2 separate regions of the Zea mays genome follow, and region 1 is linked to region 2. A link is a contact called in public Hi-C data. All regions are on one chromosome and are shown on one strand. The core of a region is the stretch at or near the end of the contact, and the rest is flanking DNA. Distances in the headings are between cores, read along the strand shown.

What was found. Hi-C and Micro-C count contacts between places; a contact is called where the count stands out from the background.
Region 1: a contact with region 2 is called in a Hi-C map of tassel, with 2.3 times the contacts expected there. The contact joins the promoter of LOC100283468 here to the promoter of LOC103640871 in region 2. A contact is called at or near these places in 6 of 25 Hi-C or Micro-C datasets (ear, leaf, tassel and 1 more).

The regions. Positions count from the first base shown.
Region 1 is chr10:12,863,898-12,871,456 of Zm-B73-REFERENCE-NAM-5.0, reverse strand. It overlaps LOC100283468, which reads left to right and starts at 4,130. Exons shown (of 8, transcript NM_001369665.1): 1 at 4,130-4,383; 2 at 6,489-6,621. The coding sequence starts at 4,262.
Region 2 is chr10:12,695,391-12,702,359 of Zm-B73-REFERENCE-NAM-5.0, reverse strand. It overlaps LOC103640871 (U-box domain-containing protein 43), which reads left to right and starts at 4,079. Exons shown (of 4, transcript XM_008664325.4): 1 at 4,079-4,730; 2 at 5,333-5,885; 3 at 5,989-6,298. The coding sequence starts at 5,346.

The DNA of each region.
Region 1 (7,559 bases), core at 2,881-5,380, 170 kb before region 2:
ACCAATCAAGGAGGACGTCTATGTCGAGCAACCTCCCGGCTTTGAAGATAGTGAGTATCCTAATCACGTATATAAACTCTCTAAGGCGCTTTATAGGCTCAAGCAAGCCCCAAGAGCATGGTATGAATGCCTAAGAGATTTCCTTATCACTAATGGCTTCAAAGTCGGAAAGGCCGATCCTACTTTATTTACTAAAACACTTGCAAATGATTTGTTTGTATGCCAAATTTATGTTGATGATATTATATTTGGGTCTACTAACGAATCTACATGTGAGGAATTTAGTAGGATCATGACACAGAAATTCGAGATGTCAATGATGGGGGAGTTGAAGTACTTCTTGGGATTTCAAGTGAAGCAACTCCAAGAGGGCACCTTCATTAGTCAAACGAAGTATATTCAAGACATTCTAAACAAGTTTGGGATGAAAGATGCCAAGCCCATCAAAACACCCATGGGAACCAATGGGCATCTCGACCTCGACATGGGAGGTAAATCCGTAGATCAAAAGGTATACCGGTCGATGATAGGTTCTTTACTTTATTTATGTGCATCTCGACCGGACATTATGCTTTCCGTATGCATGTGTGCAAGATTCCAAGCCGACCCTAAGGAAGCTCACCTTACGGCCGTAAAACGAATCTTGAGATATTTAGTTTATACTCCTAACTTTGGGCTTTGGTACCCTCGGGGATCCACAATTGATTTAATTGGTTATTCGAATGCTGATTGGGTGGGGTGTAAAATTAATAGAAAGAGCACATCGGGGACTTGCTAGTTCTTGGGAAGGTCTCTGGTGTCTTGGATTTCAAAAAAACAAAATTATGTAGCTCTTTCTACCGCCGAAGCCGAGTATATTGCCGCAGGCCATTGTTGCGCGCAATTGCTTTGGATGAGGCAAACCCTTAGGGACTATGGTTACAAATTAACCAAAGTTCCTCTTCTATGTGATAATGAGAGTGCAATCCGCATGGCGGATAATCCCGTTGAACATAGCCGCACTAAACACATAGTCATTCGGTATCATTTTCTAAGGGATCACCAACAAAAGGGGGATATCGAGATTGCTTATATCAACACTAAAGAACAATTAGCCAATATCTTTACCAAGCCACTAGATGAACAAACCTTTAACAAACTTAGGCATGAGCTAAATATTCTTGATTGTAGGAATTTCTTTTGATGTTTTACACACATAGCTCTTTAATATACCTTTGATCATATCTCTTTCAGGTGCTATGACTAATGTGTTTTCAAGTGTATTTCAAACCAAGTCATAGATTGAAAGGGAATAGGAGTCTTCGGCGAAGACAAAGGCTTCCACTCCACTCCATTGTATTTTCTCATCCTTCGCCGTCACTCCGTGCCACTCTCCAACTTTGGTATCATCTTCACTCATATTTTGTTCGCCAAAGGGGGAGAAAATAGTTAGAAGGGCTTATACTTCACTCAAGTATCCATTTTTGGCGATTCATGCCAAAGGGGAGAAAGTATTAGCCCAAAGCAAAAGGACCACACCACCATCAATTTTCTAAAAATTTGAGTTAAGAAAAGTTTTTTGGTGATTTCCCATGATGTGTTTCCAATTGATATCTTATTTTTGATAGAATTTAAAATTGGTACAACCCTTTCAAAACTAATATCTAAAACCCTCTTGAACACTAAGAGGAGAATTTTATTAAGGGGGAGTTTTGTTTAGTCAAAGGAAAAGCATTTGAAACAGGGGGAGAAAATTTCAAATCTTGAAAATGCTTCTAAACTTATTCATTTACCTTTGACTATTTGCAAAAGGACTTTGAAAAGAATTTACAAGAGAATTTGCAAAAAACAAAACATGTGGTGCAAGCGTGGTCCAAAATGTTAAAAATATAAAGAAACAATCCATGCATATCTTATGAGAATTTATTGGTTCAAATTCTCAGTAACCTTTTGCACTTACATTATGCAAACTAGTTCAATTATGCACTTGTATATTTGCTTTGGTTTGTGTTGGCATCAATCACCAAAAAGGGGGAGATTGAAAGGGAAATAGGCTTACACCTTTTCCTAAATTGATTTTGGTGGTTGAATTGCCCAACACAAATAATTGGACTAACTAGTTTGCTCTAGTCTATAAGTGTTACAGGTGCCAAAGGTTCACAACAAGCCAATAAAAAGACCAAAGATGGGTTCAAATAAAGAGAGCTAAAGACATCCCAAAGGCACCCTGGTCTGGCGCACCGGACTGTCCGGTGTGCTACCGGACAGTGTCCAGTGCACCACCGGACAGTGTCCGGTGCACCAGGGAACCTGAAGCTGAACTCGCTACCTTCGGGAAAATGGGAGGCCGATCCGCTATAATTCACCGGACTGTCCGGTGAAGCACCGGACAGTGTTCGGTGTGCCAGCGGAGCAACGGTTACTTCGCGCCAACGGTCGACTGCAACCACATTAAATGCGCTACAGTGCGCGCCAGAGTCAGAGCACGCGCAGAAGGGGCACCGGACAGTCTACAGGACCTGTCCGGTGCACCACCGGACAGCCCAGAGGCCCCACCAGTCAGATCTCCAACGGTCAGAACCCAACGGCCGGCTGACGTGGCTGGCGCACTAGACAGTGTCCGGTGGCGCACCGGACTGTCCGGTGCGCCATGCGACAGACAGCCTTCCAACGGCCACTTTTGGTGGTTGGGGCTATAAATACCCCAACCACCCCACCATTCATTGCATCCAAGTTTTCCACCTCCAACACATTACAAGAGCTATAGCATTCAATTCTAGACACAACCAAAGAGATCAAATCCTCTCCCAAGTCCGGAATCACTCCAAATCAAATAGTGACTAGAGAGAGCGACATTTGTGTTCATTTGAGCTCTTGCACTTGGATTGCTTCTTTTCTTTCTCATTCTTCTTGTGATCAACTCAATTGTAACCGAGACAAGAGACACCAATTGTGTGGTGGTCCTTGCGGGGACTTTATGTCCCGTTTGATTGAGAAGAGAAGCTCACTCGGTCTAAGTGACCGTTTGAGAGAGGAAAAGGGATGAAAGAGACCCGGTCTTTGTGACCACCTGAACGGGGAGTAGGTTTGCAAGAATCGAACCTCGGTAAAACAAATCCTTGTGTCTCACTCTTTATTTACTTGCGATTTGTTTTTGCCCTCTCTCTCGGACTCGTTCATATTTCTAACGCTAACTCGGCTTGTAGTTGTGCTTAAGTTTATAAATTTTAGATTCGCCATATTCACCCCCATCTAGGCGACTTTCAACAATTATATACCCGTGGGTCTATTAATGGGAGAGAAAGAGGACCCAATGGGTAGAACAGGTACGCACTCATTAAACCCGTACCCGTGTACCCATGGGTATAATATACCTGGAATATAGCCAACAAATTCTCTAAATTTTTAGCCTAGCTCAATGATTTGTCTTGGGCTCCTCGGTACAACTACATGCTACATAGGCCTTGGGACATATGATAGCAGTAGGCAGACAACCAACCAAAACAATATAGCATGTCCAAGGCTCCAAACTTCTGTGATGTGACTCTTCGTTAATTCGCCAAGCGACCAAGTCGCGCGTAGGCACGTGGCACGCTCGCACCTGGAAGATGGAAGACAGAAGGCCGGATATTACCACTTGACACTCATCATTCGCGCTAAATTAAGTTGGGCAGACATGCGCAACTCTACCACTCTAGACAAGTACGGGTACCTGTCGGGTATAGAATAACCGACATGTTGAGATATGTGTGTGAAATCGTACCCGTGCACGGTTGCAGGTTTTAGAGTGGAGAGTTTTTAATTGATGGGATCGGATCTGGGATAGCAAACCTTCATTGTTGCCATCTCTTGGGTTTCGGATCATCGTATGTTTTTTTTTTAAAAAAACTTATGTGCCCATAAATTATGGCGGGCCAGCCCCTTGATGACCAGGGCACCACTCGGTTTGGCCCTTTTTCGTTTTCGTGTGTTCGCCGGGAACGCACGGCGCCGCGAACCCGTCTAGGAGCGCCTCAACGGTCCGGGGCCACATCCGTCGTTCGTCGATGCCTACCATTCCTGCTGCTCCAGAGAGACAGTTTGGCTCGGCCTCGCTTTTCCTCCACTATAAAAATCCGGTCGCGACGGAGCAAAAAATGGACCCCAGCGTAGCGGAGCCGGCAGCCAAGCAGAAAAATACGAGTATCGCACGCGCAAGGCGATTCCGTCCCCATTCTCCACCCAATAGGGAGCTAGAGCTACGAGACGGGGAAAGGGGGGACGGGAATAGGCGTCGTCGGCCATGTCGTCGTCGTGGAACTCGGTGGGTCTGGCGATCCTGTACCAGGTGCTGGGCTGGGTCGCCTTCGCCGCGTGGTCCTTCAGCTTCTACCCGCAGGTCCTCCTCAACTACAAGCGCAAGAGGTCGGCACGATTCTTGCTCCGCCACTCATTTCTTGCGAACCATTTCCTCCGAGCGGGGATTCACTTTCCGCGCCCGTGCCTTGATTTGGGGCCTCGAGGGGGGATCCACCTTTATTTAATTACTCATGCTTGTGAGGCTCGAATGCTCGATTCGTTCAGCTGTTTGATTCTCTGGTTCGTCTCGTTGCTCTGCAAGCTCGGGACAGTAGGTGACAATTTGTACGGGTTGTATTGAATGACTCTCTCGGTAGAAATTTCAAAACGCAAGGAGAAGCAGGTGATCGTTTCTCCGTTAGCTCTGTAGTGATTTACCTGGAATTCTATCAGTCTCATTCCACCTGCCGTAGGATGTGATCACGAGTAGATTGTGGAGGTGCGTGTGGATTTGTGGAAAAATGTAGAAGGGCATGTCAAAGGATACTGGGTAGTACAAAGTAATTCGTTTGTGGATTGCGAAGTAATTCCTTACCAGGCTAGTAGCAGCTGTTTGCCATGCCCAAGCAGAAATAGCTTTAGGGTCTGAGCAAATATGGACACATCAAACACATGAAAATTGTGTTGTGGGGAGATAAATTAATGTGATATAGTACTGTTGATAGCTGATAGGATCTAGAATCCTACAGTGGCTGCGTAAGTTGTATGGATAGGAGATCTATGGTCGGGACGTGTACACCGGACGGTGCACAGTGCACAAGGAGTAGACGGGCGATAGACACATGGGAGATGGCCCTTGAGGCCAAGCAATATAGTTATCTTGCTTACTTTAAAATAGTTACATTGCCTTTATATTTATAGTCCCCAGAGGGCTTAGCTCCCAAGCAAACTAGAGGAGGAATACTTACAGATTTGGACTCTCCTTTCCTAATAAACCAATCCTATTTTTTAAACCAACTTAAACTTAGCTCCTAAGCAATCTCTATTTTAACTGGAAGACTTGCGGCATCGGGACTGGCATGGTGGCCATGACGCGACGCTCGTAGGTTTGTGCCAGGTGCATGGCCATCTGTAGGTCTTGGTTTCTTGGAGCTTGATGTCGACCTGAATGTGCTTCGGAAGACCCCCAACTAAGAGGTTGACCTTTTGGACTGGCAGAAGATTCGACATGTAGCACACCTATAGGTGACAATAGGCTCTAAATTTTACACTATAAGATTTAAAGATTAGATTGGATTAGGATCGAACCCTATTTCTATTTATTTTTGAACTAAAATTTATTTAGGGCCCTGTCGTTTTGTGAAGAAGCATTTGGATCATGATCCATTACCACCCCTAGCCCCTAGGCACACTAGCACGTTGAAGCGCTCGTGGTAGTCCTGGACCGTGGCATGGAAGGGAGCCTCGCTAGTTTGACGAGACGATTGGTGTGGATGGCTAGGCCAAATCACAGACGCCAAAGATCCTTGAATCACTCCCACGATGGCAATGCCCTCATCTTGCTCCAAGGCATAGTACCGTGTCTGGACCACGCTCACGAGGTGGTAGGAAGCGAGGCAGACTTAATTTGAGGCAAATGTACGCTCCCACTAAAGAACTGCTCGTAATGGTTGAGTAAGTTTAGGGGGTCCTTGTCGTCGTAGGTGGAGAAGTCGAGCTTGCTGAAGTGAGGAACGCCTGAATCGATGGACACATGAGCAGTGTCTACCGTGGAGGGCGCCCGTGCAGATGAGAAAGGTGACCCCTGTGGAAACGTTGGTAGAGCGGGGATGGCAGGGAGGGAAAGTTGATCTGGTGGATGAGAAGGGGGACAAACGAGGCAGCTGTGGCTATTGTGGTGTGTAGGAGGGTGGTAGGTGGCACGACGGGCAGGGTGGTGGAGGGCGGCATAGCGGTGTAGAAGTAGGAACGTCGTCGCCTCGTATCCCGGTATTCCTTAGGGAAAATCTTGGTGCATGGCGCCCACAGAGGCATCCGACGCCTGTTGGTGCTTCAGTGATGATGCATGTGCAACTTTTACCCTCTTTGGTTTCTATTGTGTTTAAAAAATAAAGGTTTAAGTTATTGCTTTGGTCTTAAACAGTTAAGTCTTATCTGATATTCTGATCCGAATATATGCTTCTTCATGAAAAGTCTTTGGTCTATGGCTGATTTAATGTTATCTCTTGCAGTGTTGTGGGCCTGAATTTCGATTTTCTGGTGTTGAACTTGACAAAGCACTCGTCCTACCTCATATACAATGCTGCTCTCTTCTTCAGCCCATTCATCCAGCAACAGTATCATGACAAATATGGTGATAAAGAGGTTTGTCTTACTGTCTTCAGATATTAAATACAGATTTTTCAGAGTTCATGTTGGAAATGAAATGAATAAGCTAATTGGTGATGATTTGCTTCTTTTCAGTTTTAGTATCACGTAAAGTCAGCAACTTATCCTGAATTTATTTCTTGATTCTTTAGAAATCTCACCTTCATAATTGTAAACTGGTATCTGGTAATAAGGGATTGTTCACAATACATGTATTTTAAGTTTTTAACAGAACATATATATTCCAGATAGGACTACTGTTGATTAATAGAAGGAAGATACTTACTCCCGATAATTGGGTGACACATAACCACATTAGTACACAACTATGTGGACATTAATTTTTCTTGTGCTGTTACTTGAATAGTTTGCCCTTTGTTAGCTTTGCTTCCTTATATGTATTCCAAGCGGATTGGGGACGTATAGAGGCAGAGGGAGGGAGGGAGCTATATAATGAAGTTTATCTATTGACTGTTACAACGAGGGGAGCAGCTCTGGCTCATGTTATTGGATTTTTTGTCGTTTAAACCCATCAGGATATGAACATCTGAGATGTTCTGTGATTGACATAATCAACATCATAGTGTTGTATGGTTTTATTTAAAATATTTCAAATCAACTCCTCTTTGAGGCTCGTTTGGTAGTGTTATAGGTTACAGTTATACTTGATGCTTCTTCAAAAGGGCTGACACTTCAAATTATGTAAGCTGCTAGCGTGCCAGGCACACCATTAACTGTAATGTAGAACAATGCTGAACTGCGGGAGCTGCAGGTGCATGTGTAGGAAATGTGAAAATGTTATTTGGAAAGATGTTCTTGCCTTCAGCACTGGGTTTGCAGCTGCATGGTAGCAGGATATGAACATCAGATAGATCAGCCCCTCCTTCTGGAGGGTCAACTGCTTTTAGATCTATTTCTGCTTGCCTAACATATGT
Region 2 (6,969 bases), core at 2,830-5,329:
AGGATGCTAAACGACCTTCCAAGTTGCATTAGACACAATAGAATCCATCTCACTCCTTATTGCTTCCTTCCAAAAGCCAGCATCAGGAAATGAATATGCCTCTTTAATGGTACTTGGTGTGTCATCCACAAGATATACAATGTAATCATCACCAAAGGACTTTGCAGTCCTTGGTCTCTTACTCTTTTGAGTTGATACATTGTCATCTTCCACATGATTATGTATATGGGATTCCTCAGTGTGTTCTATCGGAATCAAATGCTCATGGGGTATCGTTGGTTACATATCATGTGTAATTTTCATACGAAATCCATCCTAAAAACGTAGCATCTCTGGCTCCATAATTGTACCAACCAACCGATACTCTAGAGTTTATAATTAAAAACATATATCCAATGTTGTGGAAAGCATACCCAAGGAAAACACAATCAACAGTTTTCGGTCCTAATTTGCTCTTCTTGTTAATTGTCACACTCACTTTAGCCAAACAACACCAGGTGCGTAAATAGGAGATATTTAATTTCTTCTTTTCCCATTCCTTGAATGGTGTGATTTCTTTGTTCTTTGTGGGAACTTTATTCATGACATAATACACAATCAAGATCGTCTCATCCCACCATTCCTTATATATCCCCGAAGTCTCTAACATGGTATTACCAAATCAGTTAGAGTACGGTTCTTTTTTCAGCAGCCCCATTGGATTGTGGTGAGTATGGTGGTGTCCTCTCATGAATAATACCATGTTCCACACAAAAATTAGAAAATTCACTCAAAAAATATTCTCCACCGTGATCAGACCTTAACCGTTTAATTTTCATCTCGAGTTGATTTTTAGCTTCAGCTTTGTAGGTCTTAAAATAATGCAAGGCTTCATCTTTTTATTTTAAAAATACACATAACAAAATCTAGTAGAATCATTGATAAAAGTAATAAAGTATCACTTGCCTCCTCTTGTCAATATTCCATTCATCTCACATAAATCAGAATGTATTAAGTCTAGTGGTGCAAAATTCCTCGCCTCTACAGCCTTATGAGGCTTGGGAGGTTGCTTAGATTGCACATACACCTGGCACTCAGAACCTTTGACTAAATCAAATTATGAGATTAAGTTTAAATTTGCTAACCGCGAGACACAACCAAAATTGATATAACAAAGTCGTGAATGTCAAACATTTGACTCATTCGAAACAATATTGTTCACATACTTATTACATGTATCATGCAAAGATAAATGGAACAAGCTTTCACTGTCATAGCCTTTTTCGACAAATGTCCCATACTTAGACAATATACATTTATTAGACTCAAAACAAATTTGTAGACATCTCTACATAATTGTGAGCCACTAACTAGATTTTTTTGAAGGAGGGGACATGCTGCACGTTCTTCAATAGCACCGTCTTTCCCGAAGTAAACTTCAGAATGACTGTACCAACACCAAGAACACGCGCATGCGATCAGTTCCCCATCATCAAAGCTCCAGTCCCTTTGCACTGATAAGAAGAAAACAAAGAAATATCTGCACACACATGAATATTAGCGCCAATATCAGCCCACCACTCAGGGGATTGACACACTGAAAGAACAGTAGATAAAAGATTACCTTAAATCGATGTTCCTTCTCTAGTCTCGCTAATAACCATGTTTACTGTTTTCTTCTCTTGAGCTGGTTTTTTCTCTTGCTTAAATTTGCGATATGGACAAACACTTGTTCAATGATTAGTACTCCCACGAACAAAGCAACTAGCTCCTTTGTTCTTCTTTTTGAACGTGGCTTCCTGCTTGGGCTTCGTGGCATTCTGTTGCTTATTCTTCTTTTTATTATTACGTGATGCATTGTAATTTTTATTTTGTACTATATTGGCACTAGAAGTCTTAATTCCTTTTTCACGAGTGTATTTTGCTCTCGCCCTCTCCTCAACATCAAGAGAACCAAAAAGTCCAGCCACACTAAACTCTTGTCTCTTGTGTTTTAGAGTTGTAGCAAAGTCCATCCAAAAAGACGACAACTTAGCGATAATACCGTCAGCCACGAACTTGTTAGGCAAGACACATGAGAATTGTTCGAGTTCCTTGGCCGATGCTTTTATTTCATGAGCCTGTTCAACTACAGGACGATTTTCCACCATCTTATAGTCAAACGGCTGCTCCATGATGTACATCTCGCTACCGACATTAGAAACACCAAATTTCTCATGTAATGCATCCCATAATTCTTTTGCAGATGTGCACGTTAGATAAGAATCAACATACTTGTTGTCAAGAGCATCAATAACGACGCTTCGAAACATGTTATCGACAATGTCGAACATTTTCTCCTCTTCAGGAGTGAACTATTCGGGTTTTCCCTGTGCAGTGTGAAAGCAGTTCATTGCAGTCAATCACAATATCATCTTACTACACCATCTCTTGTAAAACCTCCCATCAAATGATTCACTTGGTTTTAATGTAGCAACAAAACTACTAACAGAAAAATGACTAATATCAATTTTTTGGATTATTAGAAATGTAGGCATTTTTAGTTTTAATTTAACCCAGAAAACAATGGCATATATGTGATGATATATATATATGCATGTTTCATAACTACTCGTATAAGCAGTAAACAACAATAAAACAAGTGCAACGGCGTCGCGCGCATGACAGTCCTTCATCATTTTCTCAACTTCTCAATAGATGCATCAACAGTCCACCTATTTAAGTCGATTGATTTGTCCCTTAAACTTCCAATACAATGCTAAATTATTAATACACCATAGCATTTAAAGTGGGTCATTAGCATTGACTATTATTGAATATTAATTGAGCCAAGCCCACATTTATCCAACACTATGGACTACATTCATGAAGCCAGGAAGATCAATCCAATAATTTTCGAAGCAAAAGAAACTAGCTTTGAGAATGGAAGTACCAATCTTAATCACACAAGGGATGTGATCAGAAATAGTCTTGGCAAGGGGAGTAAACAAGGTATTGGGGTAAGTGGAGGTCCAGTTGATAGAAGTGAAACACCAATCAAGCTGAACTAGTAAGGGATTCGATTGTATATTGCTCCAAGTGTAGCTTCTGTCCTTTAGAGAGATTTCAATGATTCTAAGACTGCTAATAATTGAGTTGAAGAGATTCATCTACGACACATTCTCACCTGGCTTTATATCCTCTAACGAGGGACAGAAGTTGAAATCACCAATGATAGAGGACGACTCATAATTGAGTTGAAACCGTGCCGTCCTTGTGGTTGTTCTTGTGACGTCCTTGGCATGTCATTGACTAGGGATGGCAACGGGTCGGATTCGAATCAGATACTGTAAATATCCGCCCGCGACTATACCCGTGGGTAGAAATTCATATGCATGCCCATACCCATCGGGTTTCGGATATCCATCAGATATCCATCGAATATGACAAAAAACTATTTTCAACAATTCAATAACATAATTAATCAAATTTCTTCCTAATCATCAGTCAAAATGTAAGAATACAAGAATACTACTATACTAGCTGAGCGTCTAAGCCTTGTACATGTGACTACGACAATATGCTAGTGCGTAATAGCAGGAGACATGCAAATCAAAGAACATTTTATTTTCTAGTTATAATGTTTTATCATAAAGAAATTATATATGGAAAACATACCATGAAATCTCAGCACAGAACCACCACTATAGTAGCCAAGGTTGAATTTTTTAGTTAATAATAGTAGAATCATATTCATCATGGTAAACAACAAAATAGATAAATTGCTAGTGTTAGGGATTAGGGTTTGCTGATGCAGTGATGTCGGTGTGTCCATGTGTGGGCTGGGCCGGCTCCCGGCTGGGCTGTCTACTTGTCTGGGCAAAAAAATTAAAGTATTGGTTAATTTCGGTTATCCAACTGGTAACCTGCGGGTGAGATTTAATATCCAAATTTATGCCCAGTTTATCTCAGATTGGATACAGGTCTAATCCGTGGGTCAAAAAACATATCCATATCCGGATCCGTCGAATCGAATATCCGACGGATATTAAATCCACGGATTAAATTGTCATCGACAGAGGACGGTGATGCCGTGGTGTATTTTTTCCGGCCCATCAACAGCCCTTTCCGGCCCACAAGGTATCCGGAAAACAAGCCGATTCATGAACCAATCATGCCCCCATCATTAATCCACGCTGTCTCTGGATTCCGGAGTCATTCTACGACGCCTGCCTCTGCAGACTGCAGTCCGAGTCCAGGGGAGCCGCGTCCGGTCCGCGGGTTGCCTTCTCTTGCTTACTTGCTAGCTCCTCGTCGCAGTAGCGGCAGCGGACGAGCAGTCGAGCGCAACGCCGCCAATCATTCCTTCCTCTGCCTTCCTCTCTCCCTCCCCCTCCCGGCGCCATCTCGACGCTCGGCCCCCCGCGGGCGGGATCCGTCGCCACAGATCCGCTGCCTGACCTGACCGCCCCTCATGCTCGGGTAGCGCTTTTCAGTTTCCCCCGTTCCCCGTGGGCCACTCGACCCGCCGACGGAGCGGAAGGGCGGCCCCGGCCGTGACCGCGGCGCGACTCGCGACCCTCCCAGTCCCAGAAGCGGCGTGCGGCGACCGGGACCGGCTGCTGGTGGTGAATTCGCGCCGGCGAACTGAATTCAAGCGGCGAATCCCCTCCTCTGGTCCTGTCTCGAGCCCTCGGCGTCCGCGCCTCCTCCGTCTCGCCGCCGTTCTCGACGCCCGCCGATCCAACACCGGGTCTGCCCAACAGCCCAAGGTATGGTGGCAAGGTGCAACGTGCAAACCCTAGCTTGCTGGTTGCTATTGTGCTCTACTGGACAGCACGGGTTGGGCTAGGAGTTATGCAATTTTTTCCTGTTGTAATTGATGATTCATTTGCTAATTGTTGATTTATTTCATATTTTCTTTGTAGAATTATTTGGGTATGAAGAGGAACACAGACATTGCAAGTTTTGAATTTTATTTTTTCGCGTTCAATATGTTACGGGTTCTTCTAAATACATTACTGCATTTTTAGCTGTCTTATACTTGTATGCATGCTGGATTGTTCTTTGGATTATATCCATTTATCTATTGGAGCACTGGTTTGGCGTACCCTAGGTCCTGCTATGGAGCCATAAGTTAAAGTCCTGCTATAGCCACAGCCAATGTATTTTTTTTTGGTGTTATTCATTTTATGGATCATAGTACCACTTGGTTCATTCAATTTCCTTTTGTTCATTGTGGATATGGACATGAATCTCTGTTTTGCTCTTTGAATTCGAAGCAACTGCAACTGTTGCTTCAAGTCCGTGTGTCTTGCAATCATATATCAACATGCCACCTATGTTAACGTAGCACCTTTTAACTTGTTTGCAGTGTTTCACTAGTGATGGCAGAAGTCCAGGATGGTCATTATGATTCAATGTCACAGGCCACTGATAGCTTGCGTGTTGAACCTATATATGAGTCGTTCCTATGCCCGCTTACCAAACAGGTTATGCGGGATCCTGTTTCTATTGACAGTGGTGTTACGTTTGAACGCAATGCCATTTTGAATTATTTCAATGAATGTCTTAGCAGTGGAAGGAGGCTTGTCTGCCCTGTAACTAAGATGGAGCTCAGCAACACTGAGTTAAATCCAAGCATAGCTCTGAGGAACACTATTGATGAATGGATGAATCGCAACGAGGCGGCCAAACTTGACGTCGCTCGTAAGTCATTGACTTCTGACAGCACAGAAAGTGATATCCTACAAGCACTCCAGTATGTTGATGAGATATGTCAGAGAAGTCGATCTAACAGGCAGGTTGTGAGAAGAGATGGGTTGATAATCATGATTGCTGACTTGTTGAAGAATAGCAGTACGAAAGTACGCCAAGCGGCACTAGGGACTCTTTGCTCCATTGCAAAAGATGACAATGAAAATAAGGTTCTTTTCTTTTGCTGCTTGATTTGTTAGCAGATTTTAACTTTGTAATATCTTTTGATGCTTCAGATCTTGACTTTATGTTATCTTGAAACATTACCTGAAGGTTGAGATTGCCGCTGGAGACAATATTCGCACAATTGTAAAGTTCTTAAATCATGGGCAGACTCAGGAAAAGGAGCAAGCGGTGTCACTGTTGTTTGAACTTTCAGAAAATAAGGCTCTTTCAGAAAGAATTGGCAGTGTTTCTGGAGCTATTCTTATACTTGTTGGTTTGTCAAGCAGTAAAGTAGAAAACTTGCTCATTGTTGACAGAGCTGAGAAGACATTGGAAAATTTAGAGAGCTGTGAAAAAAATGTTAGACAGATGGCTGAAAATGGACGATTGCAACCCCTCCTGAGGCTGCTTCTTGATGGTATCATTCTTTCACATGTACATGTTTCCTTTTCACAACCAAGTGATTTTGTACTCTTTTACAGCTGTAACATTGTGAGTGCCACCCGATATTCTCATTAACACTGTTGCATCTTCATCCCATCAATACTAGTTGCATGCTAAGGACCATCTAGATCCTTAGCTGTGTCTGCAGTTAGAAGTGTCTCCCTGTTTCACCAGGTTCACCTTTAAGTTCGTTAAATTCGTAATGGACATTTAATTGTTCTTGTCTGCACTGTTTCTCCAATAGTCATGGTCATATGAAGAATATATTAGCCTTTTTTTAAAGTTGTCGCCTAGGTGACAAGGCATTCGCAGGGAGTAGGGCGTCTCCAACGCCTAGCCAAAAGTAGCGAGAGAGCTCCCAGACGGCATGAAGGAGAAGCAGAGAGCTCCCAGACAGCTGCCTCACTCAACCCCACCAAATCCTGCACCACCTGGGTCATCTGCGACGAAGGCGGCGGTTGATCAAGATGGGGATCTGAGGGAGCAGCAGCAAGAGGTAAGGAGTGGAGGGCAGGCTGAGAGCACACAGCCAAGAGCAGTGCGAGGGAGGGAGGGCGACGCTGCACCTGTGTGAGCCATGAGGCAGGAGATGTGGTGGTGCTGTGCATGCGTGATGGAGGGAGATGCAGCCTATGTGATGGAGAA